2 separate regions of the Sus scrofa genome follow, and region 1 is linked to region 2. The links are chromatin contacts, called in public HiChIP or PLAC-seq maps. All regions are on one chromosome and are shown on one strand. The core of a region is the stretch at or near the end of the contact, and the rest is flanking DNA. Distances in the headings are between cores, read along the strand shown.

Region 1 (4,029 bases), core at 1,221-3,720, 160 kb after region 2:
ATCTACTTTGTAGGGTTGTTATGAGACAAATAAATTATAAGGCATTACTTTGAAAAAGTATCACATGAATGTTTATGTAGCATTTCACAGGGCCCAGACTAGGGGGAGGTGAGTGAGGTCCCAGAACTCAACTTTTAAGGAGGCACTCATTCTCAGACCTGACCCTCCCTTGATCCATCCTCAAGAGAGATCACCTCCTCAAACGTTGAGCTGGCGGGCTCCTCACTCCTTTTGCCTTAATCCAGGCCCTGGGGTTTGGCCAAGCATAGTTCCTGTAAGTAGGAGCTATATAGTTCCAGATGTGGGTCTGGTTTTTGAAAGACTTATTTTTTGTTGTTTCCTACACTTGAAGTAGGTTAGGAGCAGCTGTTCCTTCTTCCCAAAAGCTATAAAGCTGCTGCTTGGATAAAGCAATCCTCTAACTTCCTTTTTTCCCTTTCTTTCTATTCGCTTATATGTTACTCATATATCTGTACATGGTTAGATGTTACAAGATACATTCATTTTATCTTCAGTATTCTTCTGGAGGTGGTGTTACATTATGGCAGATCACTAAATAATACTTTGTCTGCATTATTGTTTTCTGGAATTTGCAGTACTGGGGGGTGTTTTAACTTCAGCTTCTTTAAATTGCTTGCTGCAAGGTAGAAGCAATTTACTTGTCAAGTAAAAAGATGTTGCAAAGTTTTCATAAAAAATTCCAGAGGCAAATGTGTATGAAAACTGTTCTTACAGGCACAGAGCCAGTCCTAGAAACAAAAATGAATTGCCTCTCTGCACAAACAGATTTTTCAAGAGCTGTTCACATGCCTGTGTGTCTGGCTGAGGTGGGTTTTTAGGGTAACCAGTCAATGACAAACCACTTACTGAGTTCTTTAACGAGGGAGGTTAGTGTTAATGGTTAGTTTTAGAGCTTTTAAAAATTGCTCACTAGGAGAGTTTTAAAATTTGTTGCTCATATTTTCATCTGAGTTTCTTCATATTCCTGTTTAAAGGTTTGACCCACTCTTTTTTTTTTTTTTCCCTCCTTTGGCCATACCCACAGTATGTGGAATTCCCTGACCTGGAATCAAACTTGCACCACAGTAGTGACCTGCATCACAGCTTTGGCAGTGCCAGATCCTTAACCTAATTTGCCGCAAGGGAACTTCCTGACACACTCTTAACTTTTGCTCCATTATGCCCTATTCTTGCTTTCTAAGTCTTTGCAGATACCGAGATACGATTAATGATATTTAGAAGCTAAATCTGTCATAGAGGAATTATGATTTTTTTTAATATGAAAATTTGGTCACGCTCAATGATTAGTAAAATCTGTAGAAGCAGGAGAACTGGAAAATAAATTCCCCAGGAAATGTGACCTACAGTGAAAGTATTGCTGGGATTCTTTCAAAGAGTGCCTTTTTTGCCTTTTGGTAGTTAAGAAGGAGAAGAAGGAAAAAAAGGCATAAAACCATTTTTTGTTTACTAATTTAATGGAAAACTAGAACATCAAAAAATTTGTCACTTTTAGTCCATTCTGTCCTTTTTGTCTTTTTTCTTTTCTTTTCTTTTTTCATAGCTGCACCTGCAGCATATGGAAGTTCCTGGGCTGGGGTGGAATTGGAGCTGCAGCTGAGGCCTATGCCATAGCAACAGCAGCAGTGGATTCAAGCTACATCTGTGACTATGCCTCAGCTTGTGGCAATGCTGGATCCTCAACCTACTGAGCAAGGCTAGGGACCAAAACCTCATCCTCACAAAGACAACATAGGGTCTTTAACCTGCTGAGCCACAATGGGAGTTTTTCCTATTGAGAAATGTAAATACATTTATAGGCACGAATTTTAGTATAGCAATAAACAACTATATCAAACAAAATGCATCATTCAGGTATTTTCCTTAATTGCTCAGCAGTCTGTATTTGAGGGTCTATAACCTATCTTTCATACAACTTTCTTAAACGAGGTAAGACGTAATAAGCCACGTGCTAGGTATGTGGGTTGTTAAGGATAAAGGAATTTCAAATTGAAACACAGGTAGAAAACATGCTAAAATGCCACACTAATTTACTAGAGGTTTAAAATGGAAACCATCCTAGCTGTTGAGATTGTGGGAGATTATTTTTCTCCTTAAATTTTTTTTTATTATAGCTGATTTACAATGTTCTGTCAATTTTTTTCTTGTTTTTTTAATGTTTGAACTTTGCCAGGTTTTCTTAGTGAGTGTATTTCTTTTATATTTAAAAGAGTAGGAGAAAAATAAGAATGCTTTCATATAAGGATTTATAATCCATGTTGCCTCAGCTCTTTTGGAGGTGTGCTAGGATTTCAGTGGTGGTTCAAACCAGCACTGGTTGGGGCCAGAGGATAGGAACTGACCTATGGTGCTGCTTGTCAACTGTTCACGTTGGGGGGCGGGGAGTAAGGCAAAGTTGGATATAATACACACTGGCATTAACATGTGTTCATTCACCCATACTTCAGCAACTATTTATAGAATGTCAGCTACCAGTACAAAGCACTGTGTGAGGGCTGGGCAGCTAATCATGAATCTCCACATGGAGCTTCTGCTCTAGGAAAAAATTTTCAACTAGCAATATGATAAGGACTACAAAGAAATAAGATTCTAAGAGAGTGTATAATAGCAGAACCTGACCAGGTCAAAGGGTAGGGAGATCCAGGAAGGTGGTTGTGAGGAAGTGATACACAGTTTCAGTTCTGAAGGGTGGGCAGATATTAGCCAAGTAGGAGGAGTAGGGAAAGGGAAGCATTCTAGGTGAAGGGAATGGTTTGTGGGAAGGCTCAAAAATTGGAAAAGCATGTCAAGAATCTGAAAACCCATTGTGACTGAAGCCAGAAGAATGAGGGAGTTACTGGTTGTGAGACTGTTTTTTTTTTTTTTAAGATTTATATTTTTTGAAAGAACACTCTCTGCTCTGTGGATTCTGGACTATAAGGGACCAGAGGAGGCACAGGGAGCCCTAGAGAAGGCTCTTACAATGATCCAGCTAAGAGTTAATGGTTGTGGCATCAGGGGACGGTTGTGGCATCAGGCTTTGGGCATAGTAAACAAATTTCAGAGATAATACAGGAAGCAGAATTGACAAGAGTTGCTGCTTGGTTGGTTATATGAGACAGGAAGTTGTCAAGAATGACTCCAAAAGTTTCTGACTTTAAAAACTGGGTAGATGGTGGTGTTATGGAACTAGAGGATGTGGGAAGTTTAGGAGGGAAGGATATGAGTCGTGTTTAGGCCATAGCTGATTTTAAGGTAGCTGTGAGCTATCCCAGTGGAGATGTCAAATAGTGAGAGTGTAAAGATATGGAAATCACAGGAACATAGCAGCAGCCTCAGATGATACTCATTGTCAGGCAGATGATATCATCTTAACTCCAGGGAGGTCCAGCCAGTTAGTTGCTAGTGGGGCTACTATGAAGTAGCCCCTTAGAGAGAGATGGGCTAGAAACACATTTACAAAGTGTCAGATACTTACCTAAGTACTCCTCTAAAGAAGGGATATCCTCATAGTTTGTGAATGAGGAAACAAACGAAGATGAGTTACATAAATTGCCCGAGGCCATTCAGCTAATGAGTAGTGAAGTGGAGCATATTAGTTTGGGTCTCAACCAGAAACAGGTGACAAGCTTGATGATAATTCAAAGTGGGATTTTTTTGTTTTATAAAAGATTATCAAATGAGTATGCAAAGTAGGGATCTACAAGCAGTAGTGCAGTAAGCTAGAGCTAGTAGCAGCTGAGCTGTTACCACACCTAGAATCAAAGTATCCAGAGGAGAGAGTAGCTCCCAGACCCTGAAAGGAGAAAGTCCTGTGTGTGGGAGCAGCCTTGAAAGGATCAGTGATCTTCAGTGGAAGAGCATAGTCAGCGGAGGCCACCTCATTCAACTCCCTATTTTTCCCACATGTCTCCTATTAGGACTCACACTGGCCACACCCAATAGGAAGCCAGCGGGCTGAGAGCCAGGTGGAAAGGCCTGGAGGGTGTGTCAAGAGGCAGCCTCCATTTGGGTCTTCCTGACTCCAGACTC
Region 2 (4,334 bases), core at 1,092-3,591:
ATACAAAGAAGCAATTTTTTTTTCTACATAAGGTGAGACAGGCCTATGTTTTCTGACTTCACCTAATAAACTTTCATTGTGAAACACGGTATATACAGAAGTTTATAAAATACACATATACGGTTGAAAGGAAAACCTAAATTTAAAAAGAATACTGCCATAGAGCAGCTGCTTCCATGCACCTGTCCCTGATCATGTTCGTTCAGATTCTCCGTAGTTTTGCCACCTACGTATGTATTCATAGTAACAATATTTTACTTAATTTTGTCTCTAAACTTTTAAATAAAGTGAGTCATCCTATAAAGTATCCTCCTGTGACTTCTTTAATTCAGTATTATTTTAAGAATTATTCACATTAATGTATGTAGCTATAATACATTCACTTTTTACTGCCATCTAGTATTCAATTTGCATATCCATTAAGAGATAAAACTGTCATTATTCACAGATGATATGATTTTTATTTATTTTTTATGGTCACACCCATGGCATAGGGAAGTTCTCAGGTCAGGGACTGAATCCGAGCCATGGCTGTGGCAACACCAGATCCTTTAAGCCACTGTGCCCAGCTAGGGATGGAACCTGTACCTCCACAGTGACCTGAGCTGCTGCAGTCAGATTCTTCACCCATTCCATCATGGTGATAACTTTAATGGTATGATTTTATATGTAGAAAAATCTAAAGACCTCATGAATAAACTGTTAGGATAATGTGAGCATAGCAACATTGAAGATACATGGTTAATATTTAAAGAAAAACCACAAAATTGCTTTTGGAGCCCCTGTGCACTGTTGGTGGGAATGTAAAAATGGTGTGCCCATTAAGGAAAAAAATATGGTGGTTCCTAAAAAAAATTAAAAATAGAAGAATTGTATGATCCAACAGTTCCACTTCTAGGTATATCCCCAAATAATTGAAAGCAGGGTCTCAAAGAGATATTTGTACACTCACCTTCACAGCAGCATTATTCACAACAGCCAAAAACAGAAGCAACTCAAATGCCCATCAACACATGAATGGATGAAACAAAATATGGTATATACACATGTGGAATGTTTTTCAGCCTTAAAAAGGAAGGAAGTTCAGACACTTGCTATAATATGAATGAACCTTGATGACATTACCTTAAGAAAAAATACTAATAGAAATTTTTTGCCTACTGTGCAGATCAATTAAAAACCAAACATAACCTTGTTGCCTTAAATTTCACCAGGAGGGAAAAAACCTTCCAACATCATGTATATTCATGAAAAAAAAAATCTTTAGTCCACATACCATAAAGAAAATAACTACTTAGAGAAAAGTAAAGAAAAATCAGTTTTCTTCATATTAATCAAACTTCAAAACATGCCTTTTACTAGAATGCTTTAAGAAGACAATTCCTTATAACTGAATCTATGGAGGTTAAACAAATTTTTCCCTGTATGTGGAAATTTTATTCTATAATGGTGATAAAAGGTCTCAGCCTCAGAATTATTTTTAACACTACACAATTTGGCCTTCAGCCAAAGGTATATTAAATATACTTTTAGTTTTAATTAAAATCTTCGCAAGATTGGCATCTTAAGAACTTGAGTTTAAATTTAAAATGTACTTCTGAATTACTTTTCAAATATTTGGAGTCAAATAAAATAAGCTGATCCAAGCATAACATTAAATTTTAAACGGAGCTAATAAAGATTTGGGGGCACAGGCCCAGGAAACTCACAAGTAGAGAGACTTGTTGATCATTGAGGTGAGGGCCCAGAATTCCCTGTGAAATGCCGTATTTAGAAACTTGCAACCCCAAGTTAAGTGGGCAGGGAGTCATCCTACCCCTACAAATGTCAAGGAACCATGTTTCTTTAGGTAGTGTTTTCAGTATAACACCTACTTGTCTTGATATATCTAATTCTTAAAGCAGCTAATTAAATACTCTGGAGAGGAATTGACTATGGAGAGAATGGAAAGAAGAGTCACAAGGTATGAAGTAACAGGGTGTGACCAGGGAAGAGATGTCCAGAGTCATCAAGTTAGTGTTGCTGTTAGAGACCTCAACGGAAGAAAAAAAAAAAAAAAAAGCAGCAGCAGCCTCAACTGGATGTCCTTCACTTATGTTCCAAATAACACCGACCCCAACCCCAACACAGACAGACACGCACACATAGAAAGGCACCGATCACATGAGTCCTGGAAGCCAAGACACTTTTGGTCTACAACTAATTACAGGTTAAATTAGGCGGTAAGCTCAGCTTTCCATCACATAAATCACCCTATATGCCAGCACAAGTTCCCTCTGTTGGTGTTGCTGTTTACACCCTCTACCAGGGACCTCACCAAGCAATCCCACAGAGTTCAGTTTATTCCCACAAACCAAAGGGTCCTGTGTTAGCAGGTTGCTTGGCAACGGCTGAAGTTACACTGGACACACCTAGTCACAGAGACATTTTTAGACCTGCCCTCCACTTTCCCCCCTTCAGCTCCCCCAGGAGAATGCACAAAGACATCCATTCAGGCTAAGATGGAGGTGTTGGGAGACCACAGGGAGTACCATGCACTGCTGGACACGGCCTCCATGATACTCTGATTGAGTCACTTTAGTCAATCACTAGTGCTATCTTTGTGCTTTCAACTTCATCACCCTGTTTGTCTTTCTCCCAGACATGAATAGAATTCAGTCTTCCAAGACCTCTGCTACAAGTATATATACAGTAGGGCAACCCATACAAGTGAGGTAGGGCAAATGGCATGAGGCTCCCTGCAAAATGCACAGGGGAGATGAGGCCACTCTTTTCCTCTCCTCACTGGGAAAAAGAATAGGTCAAACACCTAGCTTCCTCTAGTGAATCAACAAAAGAAAGTAGTTGGCAATCTACAAAAGAACATAATTTAAGCAACATTAAGCCCTTTGAGGTATCAATCTAGTTTTTCTGCAGAAAGATTCTTTAAAATATCTTTTAAAAATTGTTTACCATGATCTGCATCTTGCCAAGTCTGTTCATAACTTAGTTTCCAGTTAGAAGAAAAGCTGAATTCATCACATAGTCATGGAGACACACTGTTCCCATTAGCAAGAGTATAACCCAGTTCTTGGTAGCATATTCGTGCTATACCTGGACACAGTGCCAAATACCGAAAACAAACTAACAGTACCTGCCCTGTTATGGTTCACAAGGATGTGATTATTGCAATCCAAAAGTTTCTTTTTTCCCCAACAAAAGCAAGTTGGCTTGAAAGAAAATGAGCTGTACAAACAGTAAATAAGTTTGAAATGACGCTCCATATGTACAGGAAGTATTCCAAGAACATCAGCTTAGTCACCAAACCCTTATGCACAGAGTCTGCAAACCAAGGCCTGAACTAGGTACTTTCATATATTGTCTTTTCATTTCATATTTCTAACAGTAACGACCAAATTCTGAGTCATTTGCAAGCTCCTACCAATTAATTTAATGACAGAAAAATCATACTTAGACCAGAGATTTTCTCATTCAGGAAAAGTTGGCAAATCATCTACATTATCACACGCACCACCAACATGCTCACCAACACCCCCTCAGCCACCAAGATGAGCTCAGAGGGCAAATAAAACCATCCTATATGGGAATGCCCTCGAACTTCTGCCCCCAGATCAGACCCTCAGGACCTTCCTGCATCTCTACCTTTGTTGCTTCCTCTTCCTTCTGGCCACAGGAACAGCTGTCCCCCACCCTAAAGCAATCTCTCTGCCCATCTCAAGGTCCCCATTTCATCAATCACCCAATCTCAGTGGCAGCCTCTCTCTCTCTATACCTTTCCATCAAATACTTGACATCTAAAAAACAAAGAAAACATCAATGTATATACTTACTCATCCTTTTCCATACTCACAACCTTTTCTCTCCATCTTCTTAAAGGCAAAGCTTCTTGAAAAAGCTGCTCCACTCATCTCTACTTCCTCACCTCCCTTTCACTCACTCACCCAATGCAATTTGGCCTTCTTATAGATCAGTGTACTGCTCTTACCAAGCTCATCAACATCCTCCTAACTGCTAAACCTTGTCAATAACATCAATACTTCTGGAGTTCTCTTATGGTGCAGTGGGTTAAGGATCTTAAGTTGTCACTTTAGCGGCTCAGGTTGCTGCTGTAGGGTAAGTTCAATCCCTGGCCCAGGAACTTCCACATTGTGCAGGCACAGCAAAAAACAAAAACATTAATACTTTTCTTACTTGCGTCCTCAGCTGCATCTGACATAACTGACCGCTCCATAAATCTTGAAATGCTCTATTCTCCTTGCCTTCTGCAACACTACGTTCTATGTTCCTCCTCAGAGTTTCCTGGTGGCCTGGTGGTTAAGGATTTGGCATTGTCA

What was found. HiChIP or PLAC-seq counts read pairs in DNA pulled down with a chosen protein or histone mark.
Region 1: a contact with region 2 is called in an H3K27ac HiChIP or PLAC-seq map of skeletal muscle. The contact joins two enhancer-like sites. A contact is called at or near these places in 1 of 47 Hi-C or Micro-C datasets (skeletal muscle) and 2 of 2 datasets of contacts at active chromatin or transcription factors (alveolar macrophages and skeletal muscle).

The regions. Positions count from the first base shown.
Region 1 is chr3:78,150,176-78,154,204 of Sscrofa11.1, forward strand. No RefSeq gene overlaps it. Among named protein-coding and RNA genes, the nearest start is that of MDH1, 110 kb to the right of the region's middle. Within about 2 kb of position 2,471, at least 8 of the 83 cell types and tissues checked have an H3K27ac peak or open chromatin away from gene starts, as enhancers often do. A contact at or near this core is called in skeletal muscle, where this site is marked.
Region 2 is chr3:77,989,315-77,993,648 of Sscrofa11.1, forward strand. The region is part of intron 3 of UGP2 (UDP-glucose pyrophosphorylase 2); the gene reads right to left. Among named protein-coding and RNA genes, the nearest start is that of UGP2, 39 kb to the right of the region's middle. Within about 2 kb of position 2,342, at least 6 of the 83 cell types and tissues checked have an H3K27ac peak or open chromatin away from gene starts, as enhancers often do. A contact at or near this core is called in skeletal muscle, where this site is marked.